Linked DNA regions of Mus musculus: region 2 is linked to region 1. Evidence: chromatin contacts called from public Hi-C data. All regions are on one chromosome and are shown on one strand. The core of a region is the stretch at or near the end of the contact, and the rest is flanking DNA. Distances in the headings are between cores, read along the strand shown. Region 1 has its middle 6.1 kb from the start of Gm33687. Region 2 has its middle 130 kb from the start of Abcc12.

What was found. A called contact is a pair of places that touch in the nucleus more often than the background predicts.
Region 2: a contact with region 1 is called in a Hi-C map of cortical neurons, with 2.7 times the contacts expected there. The contact joins two enhancer-like sites. A contact is called at or near these places in 2 of 39 promoter capture datasets (embryonic stem cells and hippocampal neurons), 6 of 484 Hi-C or Micro-C datasets (cerebral cortex, cortical neurons, embryonic stem cells and 2 more) and 1 of 9 other capture datasets (embryonic stem cells).

The regions. Positions count from the first base shown.
Region 1 is chr8:86,271,684-86,275,751 of GRCm38.p6, forward strand. No RefSeq gene overlaps it. Among named protein-coding and RNA genes, the nearest start is that of Gm33687, 6.1 kb to the right of the region's middle. Within about 2 kb of position 2,303, at least 53 of the 459 cell types and tissues checked have an H3K27ac peak or open chromatin away from gene starts, as enhancers often do. A contact at or near this core is called in cerebral cortex, cortical neurons, forebrain and 2 more, where this site is marked.
Region 2 is chr8:86,436,899-86,440,966 of GRCm38.p6, forward strand. No RefSeq gene overlaps it. Among named protein-coding and RNA genes, the nearest start is that of Abcc12, 130 kb to the right of the region's middle. Within about 2 kb of position 1,908, at least 79 of the 459 cell types and tissues checked have an H3K27ac peak or open chromatin away from gene starts, as enhancers often do. A contact at or near this core is called in cerebral cortex, cortical neurons, forebrain and 2 more, where this site is marked.

The DNA.
Region 1 (4,068 bases), core at 1,053-3,552:
GATTGTATATTGTGGGTTCTGGAAGCCAGCGATGTGTCTTCTGTGCACCTCTCTCCCAGGGTGTTTGTAAGACACGTGTTTTAAAAGATGGGCCTTTGGTTTGCTTCCCAGCCACAAAGATGTGAACACTTTAAAAACTGCTGTGTATGCCTAAAGCTGACCTCACAGAAGAATAGGGGAGGGTGACAGGCAGGAGTGGGCAATGAGGAGAGAGAGATACAGATGGGGACAGGTGGTAGTGCCATTTTAGATGGCATAGGAAGATTCTTCACTCTACAAAAGGATTGATCACAGCGTTCCCGTTGAATAGAAAGTTCTGTGCATTTTAAGAGGATTTGATTTATAAGAATCTTTTCAGCAACACAGCTGCCGGTTGAAGCAAGCTATTCACACTGACTTGAAATCTATTTCGTGAGCCAGGAGTCCAGGGTGCTGTGGAGTGATAAAATCCTTTTAGTTTCTAATTGACGAGTGATATTGACTAGCACAGTTAGGAGTCCAAGAATTGAGCCCCAGCCAGTATGTTCCTGTAGTAAATATTCCTGGACATACAGAATGCTTGAGTATTGATTCATTTATGTACTTATGGCTGCTGTTCTGAAGGGCTTAGTGCTTTGCAGCTTTAGAGTCAAGATCCCTCCAGAGAACTTGTGTTAGAATGCACCTGGCTGTACAGCATGAACCATCCAAATCCATGGTCTCTAGTGCAGATACTTGGCCCCGCACATCGCTGCAAAGCCCAGACTTCATGCGTCTGTGGATGGGAAGAGCACAGGGTTGAGGGAGCGGCACATATGAGGTTGGAGGCAGCTTTGATTCAGGCTGCTGATAGTTATTTTCCTCCCTTCCATGGTCTCTTCTGTTTGGTTTTCATTATGACTTGTGTCCTGGAGAAATTTCCCAAGAGTTGTAGGGTCCTTAAAGGCTCTCTCTCTCTCTCTCTCCCTGGCAAAAGCAATCATTGCCAATGGCAGGTGTTGACTGAGCATCAGAAAGAGAAGAGGGAAAAATAGGATTTTTTTTTTGAGTCTACTTTGCATATGAGAGAAAACCTGAGGAGAGTGACCTTGAATGAACCCCAAGAATTCGGGCTGGAATGACCTTTAGCTGTGAATAGAACAGGATGCTCACTCCCTGGGTGTAAGCAGCAGGTCATGCAACAGCTCAGATGACACACCCTCCCCATCTGCTCTGAGGTTTGCTTTAACCCAGGGAAGAAACATAAAGCACACCTGCAACTTCCCTGGCCTCTCTTCTGTGGCCCAGGGGATGTAAAATGGCTCTACTATCTGGATCCCAAGAGAGAACAATACAGATAACCATGCCAAAGGTGATGCTCTCCACTCAGAGCAGCTGCCACGGTTACTCTTTTTCTGACTCACGTTAACTCACCTTCACTTTATAGTGAGTGTCTAAGGATCTGAGAATTGCTAAGGGACTCAAGATAAATACAGAATTTGGGGAAGTGGGAGAATTTTCAAGGTCCAGGCATTGACATTCTGCTCCAGTTGCTCACTCTTCCTCCTGCCATCAGCCTTTGGAGCATCTATCGATCAACCCATCGATCCACTGGGAAGTGCACATTTCAAGCAAGTTTCTCCAGCAGCACTCTTAAGCGATCAGTGTTTCTATAACTCATTATGGAACAGGCAACAATTGCCCTGTTGGGTTTATGTAGTTGTGAGCCTCAAGTGAGGTGAGGGGGTGAGACATTAAGTGCAGCACAAATGAATACACTTTCATCCATCTGATAAGTGCTTATTGGGAATGTTAGTGTCAGAAGCAATTTTGCTTGTTTGCTGAGGCTTTGAGAACATTAACTCTCAAGAGCATCATTTTGGGGATGAAGTTGATTTCATTGTACTGGGTTGTCCACAGTCTTAACACATCCCTTTCAAGAGCTCCGTGACCACTATTGATTACAGACATAAGTACAGACACCTGAACTTGTACTTCACTAATGTCCTTCCTTTAACTTCTACGGTCTGTGGTGTTCACAGCACAGATACGCACTTTCTAAGAACACAGTTTTGCTCACTCACACAAGTCCACGTTCATGTAAATGCAGCTGGTATGGTGTACAATAGTGTTTGAAAGGAACCAATTTTTGAAACGATGGTGTGGAATAGGATGAGTTCTCTCTGGTTCTGAGTCTTCAAAAGCCATTTGTACTTTAAGGGCCCATTTGGAGAAGTGGGAAGAAAATCCCACTCTGCCAGCATGACTCAGGGCTGAAGAGCAAAGCAGTTTTAGGACCAAGAGGCAGAAGTAATACTACACTGGGTTAGTGGTATCCATGGCAACGTCAGAGCCTGGTAAAGTTAATAAGCCTGCTTTCAGAACTCAGCTGCTCTCCTTGGTGCGGATGGGGCCTGGCTTGGCTCCTTTTTATGTTTTTATGCCTGTCTTAGCTGATGCTTGTGCTGAATGCACCAATCCCTTCCCATTGCCTAACTGAGCAGGGCTGATGGCAGCCTACTTGGAACGGCTGGCCATGAGGAAGCCTTAGTGTATGTAGCCTTTGAGGGTACCTGTGAGATGCAGAGTTATCAGCTCCATTCTCATCATGCAAAATAAAGACTTCTTTACTTAGCCACAAGGTCAGTTTGCTGGGGAACTTCTCAGCCTTGCCTTCTGTTCTTGCTACTTCAGTCCATGCCTGTTGGTGGCTCTGTATGGCTCAGCCACTCCATGTGAGCAATGAATGTTTAATCCCAGCTCAGTCACTCAACACTTAATTCTTCCTCTTTGTGATGTAGGATATGTGATCACCGTGTGAACCCCAAGATTGTGAACTGGATAAACCTTGTTGTGGTGTGGCTCAGCCCTAGCACATGGCTTTAATCCAAGACCTTTCTGTAAACAAGAACTCAATAAAGTCAACGATAGACCAAGAGGCAGATTAAGCAACCAATTGTCAGGGAGTGAGCATAAGAAAACCCAGGAAAGAGAAGGAGAGTCTCTGAGTTGAAGGGTATAAAGACAGAGTGCAGAAGGAGGAGGGGCTTTTCCTTCTGGGACACCAGTGGAGTGGGAAGGTCAGCTGGGTACTTTCTCTGACTCTGTGAGCTAGCCGGCTTCCACCACAGCATCTGGCTTCTGTGCCTTCACTGATAAATCGAACGTTTGGGATTCTGTTTTTGTTTTTGTTTTTGTTTTGTTTTGTTTTGTTTGTTTTTAATGAGGATTAAGCAGTTTATTTTATATTCAGTCTACAAGACCCGGCATGCGGTAAACCCATGTCTCACTTATAAGAGGCAATGAAATCATAATTAAAAACAATGTGCCTTGTGCCATATGATTTTTTTATTTTCTTTATTTACAGTTCAAATTTTAATCCCCTCTCCTAGTTTCCCCTCTGAAAACCCCCTATCCCATCCCACCTCCCCCTGTTCACCAACCCACCCACTCTCACTTCCCTGTCCTGCCATCCCCCTACACTGGGGAATAGAGCCTTCTCAGGACCAAGGGCCTCTTCTCCCACTGATGTCCAACAAGCCCAACCTCTGCTACATAGGCAGCTGGAGCCATGGGTCCCTCCATGTGTACTTTTGGTTGGTGGTTTACTCCTTGGGAGCCCTGGGGGTACTAGTTGGTTCATATTGTTGTCCCTCCTATGGGGCTGCAAACCCCTTCAGCTCCTTTGGGTCCTTTTCTAGTTCCTCCATTGGGGACCCTGTGCTCAGTCCAATGATTGGCTGCAAGCATCCACCTCTGTATTTGTCAGGCACTGGCAGAGCCTCTCAGGAGAGAGCCATATCAGGCTCCTGTCAGCAAGCACTTGTTGGCATCCACAATAGTGTCTGGGTTTGGTGGGGATTTTGTTTTTTAAGAACAGCATCTGTGCCTCAGTTTCCTCACCTTTAGGAAAGTTAACTAATAAGAGAATCTTGCCTAGTATTTACAATGGTGATTACTTCTTTTTTATTTTATGTTTTTATTATTTTACTCTTTTGCTTTTGAGAGAGTTTCACTCTAACATAGGCTAACTTAGAATCCCATCAACAACCCAGACTGGCTTAGAACTTCCTCAGTAGTCCAGGCTGGCCTCCAATTCCTGCTATTTTT
Region 2 (4,068 bases), core at 658-3,157, 160 kb after region 1:
AAAGCTTCCAAGTTCCCCTAGGTCTATACCACAGAAAAATCACAGAAGGCTAAGGAGATGCAGAGCATTGGTTTTTAATGACAGTGAGAAAAATGTAAGAGGGCTGAGCAGAATGGGGAAGATGAAAGATTTGAAGCATTGCTAATGAATGAAGCTGAGAGAGGTGACTGGAGAGAGTGGAATGAGAGCAAAGGTAATGAGGCAATGCCACGTGGGTGCGGGAGAGAGCAATATCACGAAAGGAGGATGTCCTATGAAGTGCCCGAGGGGAAAGTATCCAGGGAGGACAGCTTCCAAGAGCTCCCACTAAATAGAGGAGAGACTGGTTCATGACTGTGCCTTAGACAGTGAAGAACTCAGAGCAGCAAGAAGCAACTGATGCAGGGTTTGGCTAGTGAGTGCCTGAGCCCCACCATTTCTCTGCATACAGAAGAGAGCAAGGATGGAGGACAGCTAGTGGTCCCTCCCATGCAGCATCCGTTCCCTCCTTTTCTTCCCCTTATCTTAGCTTCCTCCCACCACAGCCAAAAGATTTGGCACTTGATCCAAGTCTGGCCACTAAGAATACAGCATCAACTAAATAGTTGGCATGTGACTCATACTGGAGCAGCCACATCACCATTATCAACTGCAAGTCTTGCATGGAGTGATGAGCGGGTGGGCAAGATCCTCTTTAGCTCCTGGAGCTGAGCTAAGTGAGATGTCACTTAGAAGCTGCCAGTAGACATCTCTGACATCACTGAGGGAGAGGATTTAGCAGAGGGAGGGTGCTGGGCTGAGCTGAGCTAACAGATGGAGTGCCTAGATCCAGCTGTGCTTGAAGCTCCACAGACCACATCCCTTTTCCTCCTTAACACTGAACTGGATTTCTGCCACTGAGGAATTGGTCTGTCTAACCCTTTTTGCACATAAGAGTTTGGTTTCTTCCTATGGCCAACGCGTGCAGTTCAGCGTGCAGTCTGATTTCTAGCTATGTAGTAATTGTGAGACTTTGTGCATGTTACTCAAACTCTCTCTGTCTTATTTTTTCAACTGCAAAAATGAAGAAAATGCAGCAGTAGCTCTTCAGAGAGTGAGGAAAATCAGTGTGTCAATATAAACTACTTACTTAGAACCTGTCTTCGCAAACCAAGCTCTCTAGTATTAGCAAGACTGCCACATCTCATACCCACGTGTAGCCCAGGAAGAGGCATACCATGGAGACTGTGCTAAGAGCTCTGTACCACTCAGCCTGCTCTTAGAATTACGGACTGACACTAGTTGGCCTTCTGTCTTTATCTCGTCTCACCTCCAAAGCCCCCAAAGGTCAATGGGAATGTTGATATGAAGGCCCACATCACAGATGGAGCCACACATGTCACAGATGGGGGGTAGCATCTCAGCCTAACTGGAACCAACCAAGGCAAGCACTCTGAAGGGGCAGAGCAGTCTGTATCGCTGTCAGTTAGTGGGAAGGGCACTGAGCATCTTTGAATAGAATAGAGGAGAGTATAGGTTCCTTCATCCTTTGAAATTTTCCCAAGAAATCTGGACCCATGTTTAAAAGTTACCTGTAAGCCTGTCACCTGTGTAGTAATTGATCTACACACTCCTGATCTTTCACTCTTGGCTATACTTTCCACCTCTTCATCTTATTGTATGAAGTCTTAAATTGTCCCCATAGAAAGATGAAAGGTGAACTTTTAGTGGAGTATAAGCTAAGAATCTCTAAGATCACTAAGATCCACTTTCTGGGATTATCCCTGTAGTGATGATGCTGTTCCTCTTTGACATATGGTAGGATAGCCCTCTAAATGATCAGGATTCATTTTCAATTCTTCCCATGTCAGAACATACACAAGTCCTTTCTTCACAGACCCTCAATTATTCCTGTTACTATGGAAACCACTGCCTGTGTCAGAGCACCTCAGAGCGGGTGGGAAGGAGGCATGAGCTGCTGCCATGGCAACATGTCTCTCCACAGCAGCATCTCACAGTCTATGCCATCTTGTTTCCAAAGAGAAGGAATGTTTACTGGGAGATCTGAGTAATTTCCCAGGCTGGGAGGTGGGAACTCAATAACTTGACCCTCATCAGTAGTTCGGTCAGCTCTCTGTGCCTGTTGTGAAAGACGTAGAAAGAAAGGTCACGTCAATGTCCTGAAATGCTCACAGAGGGCAGAACCCATTTGAAGCTGCAGTATCAGCCCACTGCCTTTGCTTCAGTGTCAATACTGATGTCCATAGTAATCTTACATATGCATGGCCTGGAACACGAGCATCAAAGGTCAAAGGCATAAGCCTGAGCATCTGACTCTCTGAATTCTAGTTCTGGCCTGGCTATCTCCTGGCTATGTTGTTGTGGGGTATCAACTAGCCTGTGCCTTAAATTTCTCTTCTGCTGTGAGGATGATAATAATTGTTCCCATTACACAAAGAAATATCACCAAACTTATGAAAATCTCTAAACTCATCATGTCGGTCCCCAATAAATGTCTAATGTCACCATCACTCGCAATAATTAGATTGTCTAATTTGTGTCATGCCTCACAAATTTGGTTACTGTCCTGTACAAGTGTACAGACAAAGAGAGTGTAGGTCACCTCTGTCCTCTTTCTGGAGCATACATTCTCAGTAAGTCCAAGCCATCCCTAAGGGGATATCAGTCCCTGTGGGTGGCAGAGGAGAAGCATCATTCTGTTGTATATTGTTCTGGTTGACTTTTGTCAATTTGGAACCAGCTACAGTCATTTGAGAAAAGGGAATCACAGTTAAGAAAAAGTTCCCATTAGAGTGGCCTGTAGGCAAGCCTGCAACCCATTTTCATGACTGATGATGGATGTGGAGCTGAGGTCTACATACCAGCCCAGTCCACTGGAGGCAATGCCACCTCTGGTCAGGTAGGCCTGGACTGTGTAAGAAAGTAGGCTGAGCAAGCCATGAGGAGCAAGCCAGTAAATAGGGCTCCTCCATGGCTTCTGCTTCAGTTCCTGCCTCCACATTTTGGTTCTGCTCTGGTCTCCTTCCACAGTGGACTGTGAAAAGTGAAAGCTGAAGGAAACCCTTTCCTCCCCAAGTTACTTTTGGACCTGGTGTTCCTCACAGGAACAGAAGCATAACTGAGACATACACAAAGCAAGATGATCTGTGTAGGATGTAAGTATACACACAGTGTGTCCCTCCTGCTAACATTTGTGAGCAAATGTATAGAAGGCAAGGAATGGAGGAATGTCTGAAAAGGCTCTTTGAGGAGATGGCTCTACAAACAGGACAGTCTTTAAGAGTCATCTGCAGGCAAAACCAAGCTCAGCTTACAACTCACAGTGGAATCAAGGTCAGGATTTCCAAGTTAAAACACACACACACACACACAAACACACACACACACACACACACACACACACTCCACAGATACTTCATTGGCAGGACAAACATACTTTGCATAACAACCTTGAAAGACTATCCATTGCTCAAGAAGATGGTATAAACTTGTTAGCAGGAGTGCAGAAAACCTCCAAAGTTGCTATTATTCTTGCCCTGGCGAGTCAGAATTTGGGCCTTGACCAGCACTACAAAACGAAATCCCCAAAACAGGCCCCGAACTCAAAACCCTTTCAATGATGTCACTGAAATAGCTAGCCTATAAGCATTTGTGTGGCAGGATATTTGATTATCCTGTGAACCCCAAGATTGTGTTGTTTACTGGAAAACCACATTTTTGGTTGTGGTGTGGCTCAGCCTTAGCACAAACCCTTAATCCTTCAGGGTGGAATTCAGACATGCCTTTAGTACACATCTTTATCCCCAAAAAATGAAATTAAAGTTAGTTTGTAGAAGGAAGCACCATGTTTGAAAGTGATGTCTAATCAAGTGGCAGACAACATGATGAATCAGAGAACGATATCACAGAATAGGATATGTCCAACTCCCATGAGAAGAAAGAGAAAAAGGACACTATTTAAAAGAGTAGTGCAGAGAAGGAGGCAGTCTTACTGGGAGAATTTTACAGAGACAGGTTACAGAGAGAACAAGCTAGACACAGGTAAAGACAGAGCAAGCCAGAGAATGAGTAGGAGTCAAAAGATTAGAA